2 separate regions of the Bicyclus anynana genome follow, and region 2 is linked to region 1. The links are chromatin contacts, called in public Hi-C maps. All regions are on one chromosome and are shown on one strand. The core of a region is the stretch at or near the end of the contact, and the rest is flanking DNA. Distances in the headings are between cores, read along the strand shown. Region 1 has its middle 46 kb from the start of Trnar-ucg. Region 2 holds the start of LOC112048924 (probable G-protein coupled receptor No18).

What was found. Hi-C and Micro-C count contacts between places; a contact is called where the count stands out from the background.
Region 2: a contact with region 1 is called in a Hi-C map of whole body, with 1.6 times the contacts expected there. The contact joins the promoter of LOC112048924 here to the enhancer-like site in region 1. A contact is called at or near these places in 2 of 2 Hi-C or Micro-C datasets (whole body and whole larva).

The regions. Positions count from the first base shown.
Region 1 is chr8:14,895,731-14,901,934 of ilBicAnyn1.1, forward strand. No RefSeq gene overlaps it. Among protein-coding and RNA genes, the nearest start is that of Trnar-ucg, 46 kb to the left of the region's middle. Within about 2 kb of position 2,336, at least 7 of the 8 cell types and tissues checked have open chromatin away from gene starts, as enhancers often do.
Region 2 is chr8:14,949,048-14,955,251 of ilBicAnyn1.1, forward strand. LOC112048924 (probable G-protein coupled receptor No18) reads right to left here and starts at 3,587. Exons shown (of 2, transcript XM_024086631.2): 1 at 3,252-3,587. The coding sequence starts at 3,430.

The DNA.
Region 1 (6,204 bases), core at 1,086-3,585:
CTCCTGCTAATTCTAACAGCCTAGTACTTATTGCTTTGTTGATCAAGTGGTTAAATGTGTCGTCGTATCGCGAGGTTCCGGGTTCGAGTTCTGTTGGGCTATAACCGAGATTTAAACTGAGATATATATACTGAGATTTTTTTTAATTTTTTAGTAAATATTTTTAGCCTGGATTCAGTAAGTTGGTGGTGTTACATCCTGGTGCTTTAGAGAGCAGCGCTTCCCGTCATTTTAATTATTAACATCTGCCAGTGATCGTTACAGAGTCAAATGTTGTCACCCTACCCGCCTCTAGTATATTTCATTATTATTGAGAAGCCCCAAAGATTTTATACTATTAGACACGTCACGCGCGTCGAAATTGAAGCGAACAAAGGCTGTCTTATTTTCATTTAGTTGTATAGTAAACAACGAAAGTTATTTAAACAAATAATAACTATATTGTGTACAGTGTCGAGTTGTCTTCAGTCCCTGCATTCTGTAAAGTTACAGCACTGTGACATCGTTGGTTTCCATGGAAGCTTCGTTGTTATGGTCGTTTTATTTTTGGCACCCCATAGAAATAAAGTTCAAATTCTAATAAACCTTATTATAGGCAAATCGACGAGTATAAAATAGCGGAAGTGTAAAAACTATGTATAAAGAGCCGTGATAGCCCAGTGGATATGACCTCTGCCTCCGATTCCGGAGGGCGTGGGTTCGAATCCGGTCCGGGGCATGCACGTCAAACTTTTCAGTTGTGTGCATTTAAAGAAATTAAATATCACGGAGATTTTTCTTAATTATCTGCGTGTGTGAAGTCTGCCAATCCGCATTGGGCCAGCATGGTGGCCTAATGGCCCTCTCATTCTGAGAGGAGACTTGAGCTCAGCAATGAGCCGAATATGGGTTGAAAATGATGATGATGATTAAAAACTATTTATACATAAACATAATATAATGTAAGTAAACTCAAAATTATGCGCTGTGTGGAGTAACTAAATTCGGATCACTTTTTGCGTTTATTGTTTTACGTAACATATCTAAAAGTATAAAATCTCGTTGAGAAGCCCCAATCACCAATCCACTCTTTGTACCAAAATTAATCAATTTAGTAAGTATAATAAAAATATAGCAAGTACAGAGAAACAGTAAAAGTGTGATTGACCAAGCCGGGTCAGGCGGTCATTGTCTCTCACATCTAGAACCGGCAAACACTCGTCTACCTCCTCAAATTACTTGCAACGAATCTGACACCTGCTATAAACACAACTGTGATTTCGATGGCAAAGAGCCTTTGCACGCTACGACAAACATACTGCGTTTTGTCGTTCGTTTTCAGTAATTTAACCGACTTCCAAAAAGGAGGAGGTTCTACGTTCGGCTGTATGTATGTTTTTTTTTATGTATGTCCAGCGATAATTACGTCATTTATAAACCGATCTTGAAAATTCTTTTTATTGTTTCCAATCATTTTTATACTAATTTATTATTAGTTCACGGAACAATCAATATAAAATAACTTTTGGAAAATTATCGCACCAGAGATTAGTTCTTATGTTATTCATGGTTTTAGTTGACAGTTATGTTATGTGAAGATAATCCTACCTAATGGTTCCAAGAAATTTTCAACATTTCGTTTGACATTCAAGTTATCAAGATTTTATTGTTCATCCACGTGGAATTCAGTTTTTAAAAAATCATGCAGGAACCATGAATTTTTCCGGGATGAAAGGCCATTCCTAATTTAAAAAGTAACAAACATCCATACAAACTTTCGCATTTATAATACGAGTATTAGTAGTTTAGTACCTATTTACCTAGCAATTTAAGGCATAAGTCTTAACCTCATGTGCCTGAATTTCTCTTTTATTAGACAAAAGATCGAAAAAGATTTTCTTGTCAAAGTATAGATTAATAAAACAAAGACTTTTTAAACTGCAACTGCCCGTTCTATTTTATATTAGTCGTGAGTTACACTTATAGCCTCAATTGCTCAACGTTAAAGGGTCCGGACTATACCCGATACCTGCTGGCTGGACTATTGTCGTAGTTACTATTTTTAACATACTATTTCCCAATTAATTAGAGAGAAATGGAAATATTGATCATAATAAAAAAAAAGCAAATATTGTTTAAAAAAAAATTATCTACGCGATAAAACGTCGTCGCATGCAAAGACTGTTAATCCGATATCACTTCATATAAAAAAATATAACACCCACTATTTGTGACAAATCCGGATTAGCTTTACGCTAAAACGATCTCTATTACCAAAGTGATTAGGGTAAAAATGAAAAGTAAGCTAGATGCACGAATGTCTTACTTGAATATGGAAGGATATTGCATGCACTTGGCGCCAAGGTAACGTGCAGGTAGGCCTGCCGCGCTCTGCTAAATCATAATAATGATCAAAGAATAACATTCTTATTAATTAAATAAAATAGATACGACATTTATGAGATGTACATTTACCACTACTTGTCATTTTTACAGTTAATAGGTGACTTTATACTTTAAACTTTGCGAATTGTGCAATAAGCGATTAAAACTTAAATAAAACATGTGCAATATCGCTATGAAATATTTGCTGCGTATAACTAATATATTTATAATATGTGATTTGGAAATTTTCTGCTTTTTCTATTAAATCTATTTCCGCAGTTCTATTCGTATAACCTCCTCGTCTTCCCGAGATTCCATAAACGAAAAGCTATTTGCTGCTAGGGTCATAACCAGACACCGCTTAGCCAAGCAGCAAATGAATACTGGCAAGCTATTTAGCGTCCCAATAAGATGTCACTTAAAACCAGTCAGGAGCATGGTTTTATTTAACTCTTTGTCTTCCAAGATACCTACTATGCACCTAAAATCTAATTAAATCGTAAACAAGCATCAAATTTGTTAAATAAAAAAGTAACACAACAGTAAAAGTCTCATTCCAGACCCGCCAATACCAATTGCACGTTTATGTACCACCAAATTGGTAGCGATGCCCGTTCTGCAACTTAAATTAATCTCTGACCAACGCCACGCCCACTTGTGACTCACGGAGTCACTGACCCCGTCTGTATTTACGAATTTTCCAAATGACCCACTCGGAAAGATTTCGCGTCCACTAATTGAATAGGTATCCCATCTATTGTGTAGAAGCAAACGTCAGTTGACTGGACAATGTGCAATGAGAATTAAAAATGATCGTATTCTTCATAATATTCTTACTGAATAAACTGGCTTTAACTTTGCAATTGAACATTGTCAAATCATCATCTTCGAAGGTTGATGTCAGATTAAATATACGTGTACCTTGTTGAGATATATTTGCAATAGGTATATCTGTTTCATAACCGCAAACCGCACGGCAAAAAGAAATATATTTTCTTATTTATTTTATGTTTCACCCGCGTGGTTCCTGTTCTCGTAGGAATACGGGGATAAAATATAGCCTGATTGCCTGATTCATTAAAATCGGTTCATTAGGCGTTCGGTGGAAAATATACGCATACGTACCTACAATTCATACATACAAATTTACATAGACTGCCAAAATCATTACCCTTCATTTGGCTTCGCCGTAGTCGGGTAAAAAAGTAGTTAGGAAAATGATGGTGTGTGGCAAGTGTTAGTGTTAGTGTTAGTCAACTGTGGCAAGTGTTAGTGTTAGTCAACTATGGCAAGTGTTAGTGTTAGTGTTAGTCAACTGCGGCAAGTGTTAGTGTTAGTGTTAGTCAACTGTGGCAAGTGTTAGTGTTAGTGTTAGTCATTGTGGCAAGTGTTAGTGTTAGTCAACTATGGCAAGTGTTAGTGTTAGTCAACTATGGCAAGTGTTAGTGTTAGTGTTAGTCAACTGCGGCAAGTGTTAGTGTTAGTGTTAGTCAACTGTGGCAAGTGTTAGTGTTAGTGTTAGTCAACTGTGGCAAGTGTTAGTGGTAGTGTTAGTCAACTGTGGCAAGTGTTAGTGTTAGTCAACTATGGCAAGTGTTAGTGTTAGTGTTAGTCAACTGCGGCAAGTGTTAGTGTTAGTGTTAGTCAACTGTGGCAAGTGTTAGTGTTAGTGTTAGTCATTGTGGCAAGTGTTAGTGTTAGTCAACTATGGCAAGTGTTAGTGTTAGTCAACTATGGCAAGTGTTAGTGTTAGTCAACTGTAGCAAGTGTTTGTGTTAGTCAACTGTGGAAACGGATCTTGGACCTCACTCAGTTTTTCAACTGAGTGAGGTCCAAGATCCGAGTCCTAACTCCTAAGTCAGTCGAAGTTACATGTTTATCGTAAACTGGGTACATTTCCGATTTCTCACATTAACTTAGTAGTTATAAACACAGATAACCTTGTTATTAATTAACTGTACAATTTACTGAGTCGTCGGCGATATTTAGTTCACGCTAATTAATAGCTAGACTTGTCTTTAAGATTATAGTTAACACTTTAAACTTTAACATCACGTGTCTGAAATTCTATATACACAACGTAATCGTAAATTAAAATCCCCACAGCGCTAAGTTTGTGTCTGTTTGGTGTACGGGCTAATCTCAGAAACTTCTGTACTCGTCTTAATACAATTTTCACATAGAGATTAATTGATTGATCGACCTAGGAAACCGGAATTTCATAAAAAAACAAACAAGAATTGGGATAGTTCGAGTTCGAATATATATAAAAATCCCATCAGTAGTTGGATGTCTAGATCAGGGGTCAGCAACCACTTGAGTTTGAAAACTTTATAAGAAAATTACAGTAGGTATACAAAATTTTACACTTGTAAAAAAAGTGTTTAAATTTTATTTCTTGCGAGTTGTATGGAAATCATATATACTTAACATGCTTAACATTTTCTTTTATAACAAATCAAACAAATAAATTCAAACAATTGAATTTAACTAAAGATTTCATAAAAAATAATAAAATTTAACTAAAGATCTGATATCTAATAAATTTATGGGGAGCATTGGTTGTGTATGCCTTCTCAAAGTTTAGATTTTGGCCCACAATTGGTTGTCGGTGGGTAGCCTACTCATGCACCATTGTATGATTTTAAAAGATCATCTTAATTTAATTTTTACGTAAACCGACGCAACTTGACAACGAAAGGGCCGCAGGTTGCCGACCCCTGGTCTAGACCCATGTAAATAAAAAAAATGTATATTTTGGTCTCCCAATTTTTGGTTTTAATTGCCAAGACAGGGTTTATAAAGATTTAGTCAGCAATATTTTTTAATACAGACATGTTACGTGCCTACAAAATTGCCACAAACAGTGATCAAAATTTAGCTACTTCACTGAGCGCACACATGCACAATTTTGTGTTTCGTATTCGTCATCAACCCATATTCGGCTGCTGAGCTGAGTTGAGCTCGAGTCTCCTCTCAGAATGAGAGGGGTTAGGCCAATAGTCCACCACGCTGGCCCAATGCGGATTGGCAGATTTTACAAACGCAGGTTTCCTCACGATGTTCCTTCACTGATTGAGACATGTGATATTTAATTTCTTAAAATGCACACAACTGAAAAGTTGGAGGTGCATGCCCTGGACCGAATTCGAACCCATACCCTCCGGAATCGGAGGCAGAGATTAAATCCACTGGGCTATCACAGCTATCGTGTTTACGATAGCTGTGATAGCCCAGTTCGTGTTTTTGTGTTTTTATCGTATCAATTTTGTGTTTATATATTTATGTATTATTATTTAGCTTGTTCCTGAACATTAAAACATTACAGAAAAAAATGGGAATAATTTGTTTAAATAACTTTCGCTGTTTATTATGCAACTAAATGAAATGAAGACAGTTAGCCACTTTTGTTCGCCTCAGTTTCGACGTGTGACATATCTAAAAGTATAAAGTCTTTGGATATATATTTATATTAATACGCTATGTACTGAACGCACCGCGCTATCAGTGTTTACGAGTGCAGGCATCAATGAGTGACGCGCCGGCACGCCTCCCTGTTATCACTCACTATCATCCACATGCTAGTATTGTGAGTACGACTTCAGATAAAAATATGCACGCTATTAATACATCATAATAGTTAATTTTTTGGCATATTATCACCATTCTTCACATCATAGGAAATAGGGCAATTATAAATAATTCAATTATGATTACGAGTACTTTTGAAACGTCATTATGTTATGGTGATAAGAAAAGTTGAAAATGGCGTTCATAAGTAACTAACTAGATATCATCCTTTCATCAAGACATGGACCAATTAAGATAACCTCAATCGGC
Region 2 (6,204 bases), core at 2,337-4,836, 55 kb after region 1:
AGTCAACTGTCGATTGATACAATTCGTGACTTCACATTTAACGTGTCGAAATTACAAGTAAGTGTGACAAATATGATGATTAGAAGAAATACGTATTATGGATATAGAAGAAAAAATGTAAGAAAGTATAATGCGGTGTAATTTTTTACATCCGTTAGTACCGTGACCATGATAATATCGATCAAGAATCGTCTTTTTATGTAGAATACATTATCTTTATTATACAAACGTCATAAAAAGTTAATAAATTCCGTATTGACAGGAACATCATATTTTTTTGTAGAAATTGTGGCAATACTTTGCTGGAATTAGCAATCAAAAATTTGAATACTCTAATATTAGTATTATTATCAAATACAAACAGTTAGTTTAAAGTACTGAATTGTACTTTTATGTCTTTTAAATTCAGTCAATGGGTAGCGGATGGACAAACTCTAAAATCGCCTACCCACGACTATCAGGCATTCTCAATTGACGTGGAACTATTTAGGGCCAGGAAACAGTGATTCATTCACGATAAATGCTCAACGGAGTATGATACAATTGCAAATAGAGATGTACAAACAAACAAACATTTAATTAACGGTTCAAATCACCGTGACATAGAAAGTAAAGAACTGAGGAGCGTTATTACACATATTCGTTATGTGATAACAATATTATGTCACCAGGGCCAGCGTACTGTAATTGCATTGGGACAGACCTACATTGTGTGCTCTATTTTGTCCACAGTATCAATGTTCGTCCCAACATTCTTTCCAAGTGTTTGCATTAAGTGTTCTATATTAACAAAGGGCAAAGGCCTCACTTCATCGAAGTTATTTTCCACAATGATAGGCGCCTGTTCAAGTTCGTTTATTACGTCGTGCCTGATTAATTATAGTATGTATTATGATATTTCCAATTCCGTTTATGTACATAATATTATATTTCTTACTTTTACCATTACTCAGTCGCTTAGTGCAAGTATGTTTACACTTAATCTGCATAATGTTCACAGGTAATGTACCGTTGACATGAACACGCAAGTGATATCGTTACAAAACTGGTGTTAATGTTGTTTGGTTCGTGTTTAATTGTATTATACTCACGATTTTATACTATTATAGACACTCGTATGTACGTGCCTACAAAATCATCGCAAAAAGAGCCGAATTTAACTTTTACTGCACAATTTTGTTGCAAAAACGTTGTGCGACTAAATGAAATTAATCCATCATTATCCATCTTTGTTCGCAGTTCGCAACAGTATAAAATCTTTGACTATACCTACTCGTAGTTGGATTAGGTTGGAACAAACCGCTCTACACCGTCTGTTTCTCGGGAAACGGTGTGATTTATCTATCTACGAGTAACTAATTGAGTCTAGCGTATTTTATTTTACTACTTCTTATTGAGCAGCGTCGGTCGCCAGTTATCTGGGACATCGCTCGCTTCTCCTCTGATCTTTCGAATACATTTCACCGCAACTATAAATTGCAATTGCAAAACGTTAAGTGGGCAACCTTAGCGGAATATTTGCCAGGTTTTTTCAGTCGCAGATGTTTTAAATTATATAATTTATTTCGATCAATTTAAAACGTTTGATGTCGCAGACTGGGCTAACAGAAATGTGTCGATTAAAGCACTTTGTTTAAATTGGAATGACTTTTGTTTTAACGTTTTCGTACTTTATAATGAATACGACTGAATATAACAATATTAGTAATATAGACAACGTTATTTAAATAGTTACTTGAATTTTATCTTACAATCTACTAGATTTATATTTTGAAACATGAGTTCATGTTCCGAGTTATTTTACAATTTAGATTCTTACCAAACTAAGCAAACGATGTCACGCTATTCTTATTTTAATATTTTTCTTTGTTTTTATTATTTAAGTTTAACGTTACTTCTGATTTATTGTAGTACGTAACTTTGTTAAACAATAAGAGTTTTAAGAATTTCAATTAGCTTATACGTACCTACTTTGAAATTATCAAGTTTAATTATATGTATTTAGGTTTTACGTATATGTCTTCAACACATTATTTATTTTTATTATAGCAATGAAACATATTGTACGTTTTTGTTTTCATTATCAAGAGCCGTTATGAGTAAAGTTGCCCAACAGTTACATTGGCTGTAAGGTTTTTTAATATCTTTGAATTGAAAACGGACGATGAGGCTTTGACCTTCTCTTAGTATGACGAAACGAATTGCTCTTAGCAATTTTTTTACCTTATGACTCGGTCGTGGAGTTAAAATTTGTAAACATAGATCATGGATTACAAAAGTCTGTAAAACAAACATGTAAAGAGCAGGTAGACGGACGGACCGACACTAATAGTCTAATAATAATATGGCGTTTGGCGAGAGCCCAATAGTATGATCGCTTGACAAAAAAAGGAAGTCAATAAGGGTTTCCAAAACTTCAATGTTTGGGTTTGAATGACTTTAGATTTTATATTTTAGTTATTTTCAGTGTCAACCCTGCTTTCATAACATAAATCAACATTTGTTACGCGGTTAAAACGAATTTTATTACTTATGCTTGTACAACATTCGCATGCTGTCCATAAGTTTTTATGAATTCCGCGTTTTCGATAGACGGCTCTCTCTTGTCTCATTTCGAAGTGTTGCGATGGACTTAATTAATTTATATTAGGCGTAATGAACGTAAAGAATTTGAAGGATGCGATAATTTTCAACGTCTGCATTACAAATGCTTTATTATGACTTGTCTGCCTTGATATCCGACTGTATTTCCACAACATCCTGTTCACTCTAATTTGACTCTGTTTCCAAATTGAGGAAACAGAATGCCGGAATAAAAGGTTTTACCAAACATTCTAAAATTAATTAGCTGAAATAATTATAACGATGTTTAATGTATTTATTATTTTCCTGTCTCTTTAATATATTTAATATGGTAGTTATAGTAATGTTGCTAAGTACATATAGCACAAATACTGAAACACAAATTTTATTATTTGATCACACTTTTAATGAATCTTATTCCTTTTCTTCTCCAATTCTTCTCATTATATTGATAGTAATGTCTGGTTTCATTAACTTAAAGTACTTATTTTTAAGTTTTTCATAAATAGTGAAACGCATATTATTGTTTCAATATTTAGGGGTTTATTTCAGTTATTAATTTCATCATTAAGTTATTCAATTAGTATCTAAATGGTGGTTGATATTCTCAAATATTAAAAAAGTGTTTCAATATTTAGGGGTCGACAATTTAGGTCTTTGCAACTTACCTATTGGATATAGTTCTCAGCCCAGGTCGTCGACAGAACACCAAGAGTGCCAACGAATTGGCCGCCGTCGAGACAAGAAACAGGGCGAGGAGTATCACCTCCTCCACAAGCCGGTCTTTCGCATCCATCTCCTCTGACATCAACGCTCGTCCAGGAGACATGAAAGCCGACGATTCCATACAAAAGTCATCACTAAACACTATAGCACTTTGCACGCAATCTAACACTTAGTTCGCTCGCAACTGCAGTAAAGTTGCGTGAAGTTTTGTTTGAGAACACGCTGGTCGTAGCGGCCGCGTCTTTCTCGTTCCGCTGTCAGTTGACAACTGACTGGCGAGCGGTTCGAGTCCGCTTGAAACGCGTGGCATCCCCTCTCCGAGCGGCTACAAGTTGCTATACGAATATCCCATAGCCATAATTCTATGTACATAACACACGAAGCTTTGTCATTCAGAAAACCGTCAGCCGTTACGATTTTAAACTTGGAATTGGAACACGGTGATGCTCGTGTAAGTTTTCTAGAAATTCTAGAAATTGGTATTGAAATGTAAATTAACATTATTAACGTTTATGTTTTGAAAAACAAATAAATAAATGTTATAAAGGTTTGTCATCTGTGCATTCATAAATTAAGTAGGTACCTACTTAACTTTTAATTTTGCTGAAGATCTTGTTTAACGTCTTAGTGTATATAAACTTTAAGTACCTATGCAATAAGTACCCTTCAACTTTTGTTCTTATCTATGAATTAAATATTATGCAATTGGGTATTTGAACTTAATAGCTAATTTCCTTTTTCCCGTGACTTCATCTTTGATATTGATTGAAGCTCTAAATAAATCATTCACGTCTTGACTGATCTAAAACTGTAAAGGTGTACAACCCTCATCAAAATTCCATTCAATAATTTAATTAATTCAATTCAACTAATCAAAGGGCTAAAATTACCAGAAGGTATTGTATACTTAGATATAAATTCATTTATATTTATGATGACTTTTAGGAAAGCTAACGAACAATATGTAGATATGTAAGACCCTGTCCTAAGAGATAATTTGTGTGTATTTATATTTAAACAGTAATTTCGTATTAAACGGTAATAAAACTTTTCGCTAAATACGAATATAGTAGTTTCACCAGTTAGTACACCAGGAAAAGATCGTTTAAACTAAATTCCATAGAAACTTTTTGCGTTAGGTTTTTTATGAAATACTAATGAGGAAAATTATATCGGTTACATACTCGAGTTACAGTTTTGACAAAAACAGATAAACACTAAACAGATCCACACATGTGAAGCTATTACGTAGATACTGTGGGATAACTTTTTTAAACTGAGTGTAGATCAGCCCTACATACTTTGTTAGTGGCATTTTAATTTTGGCATCTTTTAAACACAAAGTTCAAATTCGAGTAAGAGCGAAAGGTTCGTCGATGATTGTAAAATAGTGGAATCGCACCCCAGCTTACATACAGAATTTATAATTATTTAATCAATAAAAATAGCATTCAAGTCTGACATTAGACAAGTGACACAAAATATATAGCTTTCTCTAAAGACTCATTACGAACCTACGAACCTGAATAATTTATTGTAGAAGAAAGGCAAAAAAGAAACGCATTGTTTGCCGAACACCCCCCATCAGGTGAATCGACGACATCAAGCGAGTCACACAAAGCCGCTGGATGCTGTGGTTGTTTCGAAACCATTACAAGAGACTGATAATGATGATGGTGATGATGATGATGATGATGATTAAGGAAAGATTTTTTCATTTTGCAGTACGTACCTATAATGATGGAATAAAATCTTTTAAAGACTCTTCCTTAAAGGGACATTACGATCTTTAGCTCTAGTAATCGACACTGCAGCATAAGTTTAAGCAAAATGTCTAAATTAAATTTAATTAGTCGAGGTAACTTTACATCAATAATATAATTGACGAATTCTTTAATGTTAAAGATGCATAGATTGGATCACCTACACTGGAAGTTAAAAAGTAAAAGAAATTGTAATGATTTTAACAAGTGTAAATTATAAAATACATGATTTTTTAAAAGAGCCGCTGTTGAGCTCAGAATACAGAATTGAATTTATTTCCAGCTTTTAGAAGAACCTGCCTTTCGAACCAATCTTTACAAATAGTCAAACATGACGTTTCAAAAATGCAAAATGAAGCCAGCTTGCAGCAGCAGCAATGATTTTTGATTCTTTGGTATTGCGGTGCATATATCAAATAAATAATCAGAAAAAATGTCATACGTAAGCTGGACTTACAATTTGTTACTCGAAACATGAGCATGCTAATAGATATATCTAAAACGATCTATTTCAGTATTTACGTTGGCACTCCACGGGTAATGTAATTTCTGTCGTCATAAAGTAAACGACCCGTACGCTGATCATTTCTGGGTTAAAGCCAACAACCCTAAACCACTTTACTAAACTTTTGATCGCGCATTTGAGAATTAAAAGATTTTAAAAGAAAACCCATCGAATAAAGCAGAAAGAAAATTAGTGACAATTTTTTGTTATGGCTAAAAACTTTTTTGGTTGTTTGTGTCTAATGTGTATATATATCTAATAACGCTAAATTTTCGATGTACTTGAAGTATTTTCATGTGTTTTTTATACATTTATGCAACAGCATATATAAATACGTAAGTAATAACTGATAATTAGTTTTTAATAACTAAACTTGTACTATAATTATTGAATTATGCAATATTACAAAATAACACTCCATTGCTATTGCGATTCTATTGGTGTTACATAAAAAACCATTTATTTTTAAATTCTTCATCGTTAATATTTATTTACTTTTTTTATTATCAGGTATGTGCAGGATTTTCTTTTAACGGCATGAATTATTTATTTATTTATCTTTCACTAGCAGACGCCTCGTGGTTTCACCCATGTAGTTCTCGTTTCCGTGGAAGGAATGGCGCAGTG